2 separate regions of the Capra hircus genome follow, and region 1 is linked to region 2. The links are chromatin contacts, called in public Hi-C maps. All regions are on one chromosome and are shown on one strand. The core of a region is the stretch at or near the end of the contact, and the rest is flanking DNA. Distances in the headings are between cores, read along the strand shown.

Evidence for each region. Hi-C and Micro-C count contacts between places; a contact is called where the count stands out from the background.
Region 1: a Hi-C map of blood shows a contact between it and region 2, with 6 times the contacts expected there. The contact joins the promoter of TMED2 here to the promoter of KMT5A in region 2. A contact is called at or near these places in 2 of 5 Hi-C or Micro-C datasets (blood and liver).

Annotation. Positions count from the first base shown.
Region 1 is chr17:19,123,339-19,126,038 of ARS1.2, forward strand. It overlaps TMED2 (transmembrane emp24 domain-containing protein 2), which reads left to right and starts at 1,349. Exons shown (of 5, transcript XM_018061365.1): 1 at 1,349-1,647. The coding sequence starts at 1,468.
Region 2 is chr17:18,984,213-18,987,142 of ARS1.2, forward strand. KMT5A (N-lysine methyltransferase KMT5A) reads left to right here and starts at 1,453. Exons shown (of 8, transcript XM_018061360.1): 1 at 1,453-1,533. The coding sequence starts at 1,524.

The DNA of each region.
Region 1 (2,700 bases), core at 99-2,598, 140 kb after region 2:
GATCTCCTCATGCTCAGGCCAGTTCAGTGAACTTGACATGTCAACTACCATGTCATGGGTGAGGTTTTTTTTGTGGGGCTTCCCTGGTGGCTCAGAGGGTAAAGTGTCTGCCTGCAATGCAGGAGACCTGGGTTCGATGCCTGGGTCAGGAAGACCCCCTGGAGAAGGAAATGGCACGCCACTCCAGTACTCTTGCCTGGAAAATCCCATGGATAGAGAAGCCTGGTAGACTACAGTCCATGGGATCGCAAAGAGTCAGACACGGCTGAGTGACTTCACTTTCTTTATGGTAGGGCCTAAGAGTACAGCACACAAGCGCAGGTATGCAAAAACTAGTGCCTCGGGAGTGACTGGTAAATAAAGGACTGTAACTCCAAGCACAGAGGAAGGGGCTAGTATTGCGCAAGGGGGAAGTCTAGAGCTGACATTTGAGTTGGGTTTTGAGGGATGTGTAGGAGTACCTCAGGAGGCAAAGGGTGGGGAAAAAATTGTCTTAGTAGCTGGCAATATTTAAGGGGGTGCAGGGTGTCAGCAAGACTTTTGGGGAGGTGAGAGACTTCTTATTTTGGAGGATGTAGCCAAGGGAAAGTTTTTTTTGTGTGCATGTGGTTGTAATATAGACATACAGTAAAGCAAAAAATATGGAGCGCTACTCAAGGATACAGCTTGAGCTATTAAAAAAGCATATGTAAACACTCGTGTACCCATCGTTTAGTGACGATACGATAAAACATTTCCAACATCTTCCTGGAGTGAGTTGCCATTCCCTTCTCCAGAGGATCTTCCTGACCCAAGGATCAAAGCTGGGTCTCTCGCATTATGGGCGGGGTCTTTACCATCTGAGCTACTAGGGAAGCCTTTTACATGAACATCTACCCATCATTTAGTGACGATATGATATAACATTTCCAACATCGCGTAAGTTTCCCTCGTGCCCCTTCCCAATCTATACGCACCCGCGTCTTTCCCCCGTCGGTTTTTTTTGTTTTTTTGTTTTTTTTTGAGTGACAGGAAGTTAAAAGTTCAAAGCCTTTGGCTTCAGCCCCATCTCCTTATACTCCTATTGCTGCCTCCAAATCTTTCGCTATCTTTATGGATAATCCTAACAGCGTCTCGCACGAGGCAGAGGAGGTTTCTTGATACTACCGCTTTCTAGTATGGCCCATGGAAATTTAGGCAGTACATGAATGGAACTAGTGACGGAGACGATGGTTTCTGGTCCTTCTGAGCCACCGTCCAGGCTCGAGACGCGCGGAGCATTCTTGTCCCTCGGCGGCCGCCGTGCGTCCGTTACGTGGCAGCTACGGGCGCCAGCCAATCCGCGGCGCCCGCATCAGCCCCCTCGGGCGGCGCAGCCGGAAGGGGCGGAGCTGAGGCGGCGGCGGCTGAAAAGGCAGCGGTGGCGGCAGCGACGAAGGCGGCTCCGGAGGCCGCAGTCCCGGTCCTGGCTTCGCCCCCAGCCCCACCATGGTGACGCTCGCTGAGCTGCTGGTGCTCCTGGCCGCCCTCCTGGCCACGGTCTCGGGCTACTTCGTCAGCATTGACGCGCATGCAGAGGAGTGCTTCTTCGAGCGGGTCACCTCGGGCACCAAGATGGGCCTCATCTTCGAGGTGGCGGAGGGAGGCTTCCTGGACATCGACGTGGAGGTGCGGGCGCGCTGCCCGAAGCGGGGGCCCGCGGCCGCTCGGGGGTTGGCGGCGCCCGGGGCCCGCGTGGGGCCAGCGTGGAGAGCGGGACCCGGAGGCCGCTGTCCGATTCCAGGGAGGGGCCTGGGCCGCCACCCGGCGACCCCCTAACGGCCCTTTCCCTCGCACCCGCCCGGTTTCCGAGCTCCGCTCGGGAGACGGAACCGTTGCTTGGCTGCTTTGGATTCTCAGCTTGAACGGCTGGTTCCCTTTGGAACCCCTCGCCGAGCTTTGTCTACCAGGCGCCGCGTGTCATCTCTGGGCCCAGGAGGCGCTACACGGTCTTGTTTAGCTGATGGCAGGTCTCGATCCGGGCAGCAGCTGCTTCCCTTCCTAGCGCGAATTAAAGTTGGGACGTGGCATGGAAACTTCTGAAAAAGTAAATCGGAAGCTGTTGAGGAATGCTAGGTAGACGTTCGCGTTGTGTTTGCCTTTATTTTTCGTAGAAACGACCCGAGTTAACCCGTTCTTACGCAGACCTTCGGATACCTCGGTTAGTCATCTCTGATTAAGAGAGTGGAGTTGGGTTATGCGTTTTAGAAGTGATTGCAGTGAAGTATCTGTGGAGAAAACGGAAAATCGTTTTAAGAAACCAGCAGTCCCTAAATTTTGTCGTATATCATTTTCTTTAAACCAAAAGAATGACTCGCCTCTAACTTTTTTAAGGAAACCAGATGGAATGAATATTTAAACCTACGGGTTAGCATGATTAATTGTGTCTATGGGTTTTCCCATCTAACAGTTAACGTCAGCAGAGTTGGGCATAAATTACACAAAACAAGTGAAGTTCAGAAATAAGGGGATAATGGAGGTAATAACTGTTAAAATCAGCTAGGCTCTTAAGAGATCAGCTCTTTCAGTCTGCAGGTGGCACGGGCTTCATAAGAGGAACTACTTGAGCAAGGTCTAACAACTGATTTGGAGCACACTGGGATGAGAACATGGGTCTCTGAATTTCCAGTTTTCTAGTCTTTTTCCTTAAGTCCTCAGGCATATAAGATAAAGCAGATTCCT
Region 2 (2,930 bases), core at 203-2,702:
TATTTTTAACTTTGTTTAAATTTTTTTTGGCTGCTCCCCATGGCATTTGGGATCTTAGTTCCCTGACCACGGATCAAACCTGTGCCCCCTGCATTGGAAGTGAAAATCTAAACCGCTGGACTGCCAGAGAAGCCCCTTAATATTACCTTTAAAAAGTGGTTTCTTATTTCTTTCCTAAGAAATTTAGGCATCTGTCTTATTTGCCACTGTGTCCTTGGGGGATCGGACAGAGCCAATAAACAGCTCAATAAATGTTCAATTAATGCATTTTAGTGAAAGTAAAAACCTCTGTATATCTATGGAAGGTGGAAGGAATCTGGCAGATCACAGATGACTCCATCATTTGACAGCTGGGTAAGCTGAGGACCAGAGAGCTGAAATGATATACCAAAAAGCACAGTGAGTGACAAGTGTTGCTTCCTACTTTCCCCGGTGCTTTCACATATATCACCTTGTTTTGCTCTTCTGCTTTCCTGGTGTAAATGATAGGGTCCTTGGGCAATGGTGGGGATTCCAAAATCATCTCGGGAACCAAAGAGAGAGAATGGACCTCTGCTCCTATCTCCAGGAAGGATCCCCAGGGAAGAGCTGTAACTGAACACCTTATCTGTGTTCAAAGCAAAGAATACCTAGGATACCTGTGCTTCTCAGGGACTTAAACGACAGAGGCTCCTCTGGGTGGGGAAAGGCGCAGGGTTGTTTCCCTGGGGTGAGGGAAGCCCTCTAGTGGACTAGCACTCAAAAGATTGATCCAGGACCCAGAAATAAACTGTTCCGTGACGTTGGGCAGCAAGTGAGTTACCTGTTCCTTCTGATCCTCTGTTTCCCCATCTGTAAAAACAGTTGGGGTATGTTGGGCTAGGATCGCTGTGGTTCCAGGAGGCTGACTCAAGTCAGTTGGTAAGAACTCTGCCTGCGGGTTTTGAATACTGGAAGAACAGACTCCATAAACCTTGCAACCTAGTAATGAATGGATTAAACTGCTGAAAAGGTCAAGGTGGTTCGGATGTTAAACTGCTGGGGGCTAGGCTTCCCATAAGGGGTGGTCGAGAGGTCAAAGGTCGGGTTCCGGTCAAACCCGAGAAAAACCGGAAGTCCCCTGTGGTTCTACTCGGAGCCGGGGCCGCCAGCCGCGTGACTAAATCTCCCCGGGGCGGAGCTTCAGCCGCCAGGGGGAGGAGTTTGGAGCCCCCCAATGGCAGGGCAGCTCCCCTTCCAGCACAGCCAATCAACGCGGAGGGACGGTAAAATTTAAACCCCCTCCCTCCTCCTCCGCTGAGACCTGTCCCGAAAGCGTTGGTAGAAAGTGCGGCCGCTCGCCCCGCCCCCGCTGAGGAGGCGGGGAAAAGGGCGGGCTTTCCCTCCAGAGTTTGCCTATCACGGCGGGCAGCCTGAGGAGAGACGGGCAGCGGCGCCAATCAGGGCAGCAGCCGGGACCCGGCGGAGCAGTTGGCTACAGTTGTTGCAACTTTTTTCGAAAGCTGCGTTTCCCGGGAGATCCTAGGCGGTGACAGAGCAGGGCCATGGCTAGAGGTATTGGCCCCGGTGGCCAGCGCCGGGGCTGCTGGGTTGGGGGCGTCGCGCTGCAGGCGACATCGAAGTGACGGGAGCAGCGTCGGGAAGGCGCTCTCCCGCCGGCTGCTCGGAAGGCGCGCGGGGACTAGTAGGGTTGCGGGGGGAGGGGCTGCGGAACCTTTCTCACCTCTTCCCCACCCTTGCTCCAGAAGCCCCCAGAAACCCCTCCCACTCCTGTGCTTCGGTTTCCCCTTTTTAAAGTGTGGGCACTTGGTGACCTGCCTCTCGAGAGGCAACGGGGCCATATGTCAAAGATGTTTGGAAACTAAAGCGACTAGCACCTCAAGGGAATGGTTGTCATTGATACAAATGAGGGGGACGGCGAGGCTTCGCTTGCTTAGGGGCTCTCTCTGGTTTGGAAAGGAGGTGACCCTAGGTGAGGGCACAGATCGGTATCCTACTTGGTGGGGAGCGTGTCCGAGTGGACACCGCGGCAGGCGCCTTCCTTTCCCTTTCCACTCCCTGAGTCAGCTCTGCGCCGCCGGGGCGGGGACGGGCCCCGCTGGCCCACTTTGGGGTGAAACAGGTCCCCTGGCACCTCCCGGCGCGGCACTTCGGCGCCGCAGCTGATCAGGGCTCCTGCCCACGGGAGATGGCTTGGGTGGGGTTGTGCTGCCGCGAGGGAGTCGATGTCTCTCTCTGCCTGAAGTTCTTCGCACAATTAGTTTGCTGTCAAGACAGACCCACGTTATGCGGCAAAGTATAACCGCCGGTCGTTTCCAGCCACTGTGTCCATGCAAAAACTTGAGCGTGACGGTTCACTTGAATTATTATGTAAAATAAATAAGTCGAGGTTTTACATTTTTCTCAAAATTCCCAGGATATTGCACGTTAGTAGGAATTTGCCTTAATGCAGTATGCAGGCAGATCTTTACCTTCTCAGCCACTAGGGAAGCCCAGGCTCCCCAGAGCGGTCATAATGAACAAAATAAGGAAATATTTATCGGGCTTCTTTGTTTTCAGCCCCTGCACCCAGTTGCATCATTTATTGTCGTAGCATCCCTTTAGGGTCTTTGGGAACAAGACTTACCTAGATTTTGATTAAGAAATAAGGCATAGTGAACTTCAAGTTAAAGAGCTTCATAACCTAGTCCACAGAGAAAAGTAAGATGCCTCAAATATTCTTCTTCAGGAAAGTGTTAAGCATCTAAAAGTATATTTAATAATATCTGGCTAATTTATCTGACAAGTCTGAATAAAATTATGAAAGTGAAAGTAACTCAGTCATGTCTGACTTTGTGGCCCCTTGGACTCTAGCCCACCAGGCTCCTCTGTCCATGGAATTCTCCAGGCAAGAATACTGGAATGGGTTGCCATTCCCTTCTCCAAGGGATCTTCCCAACCCAGGGATCGAA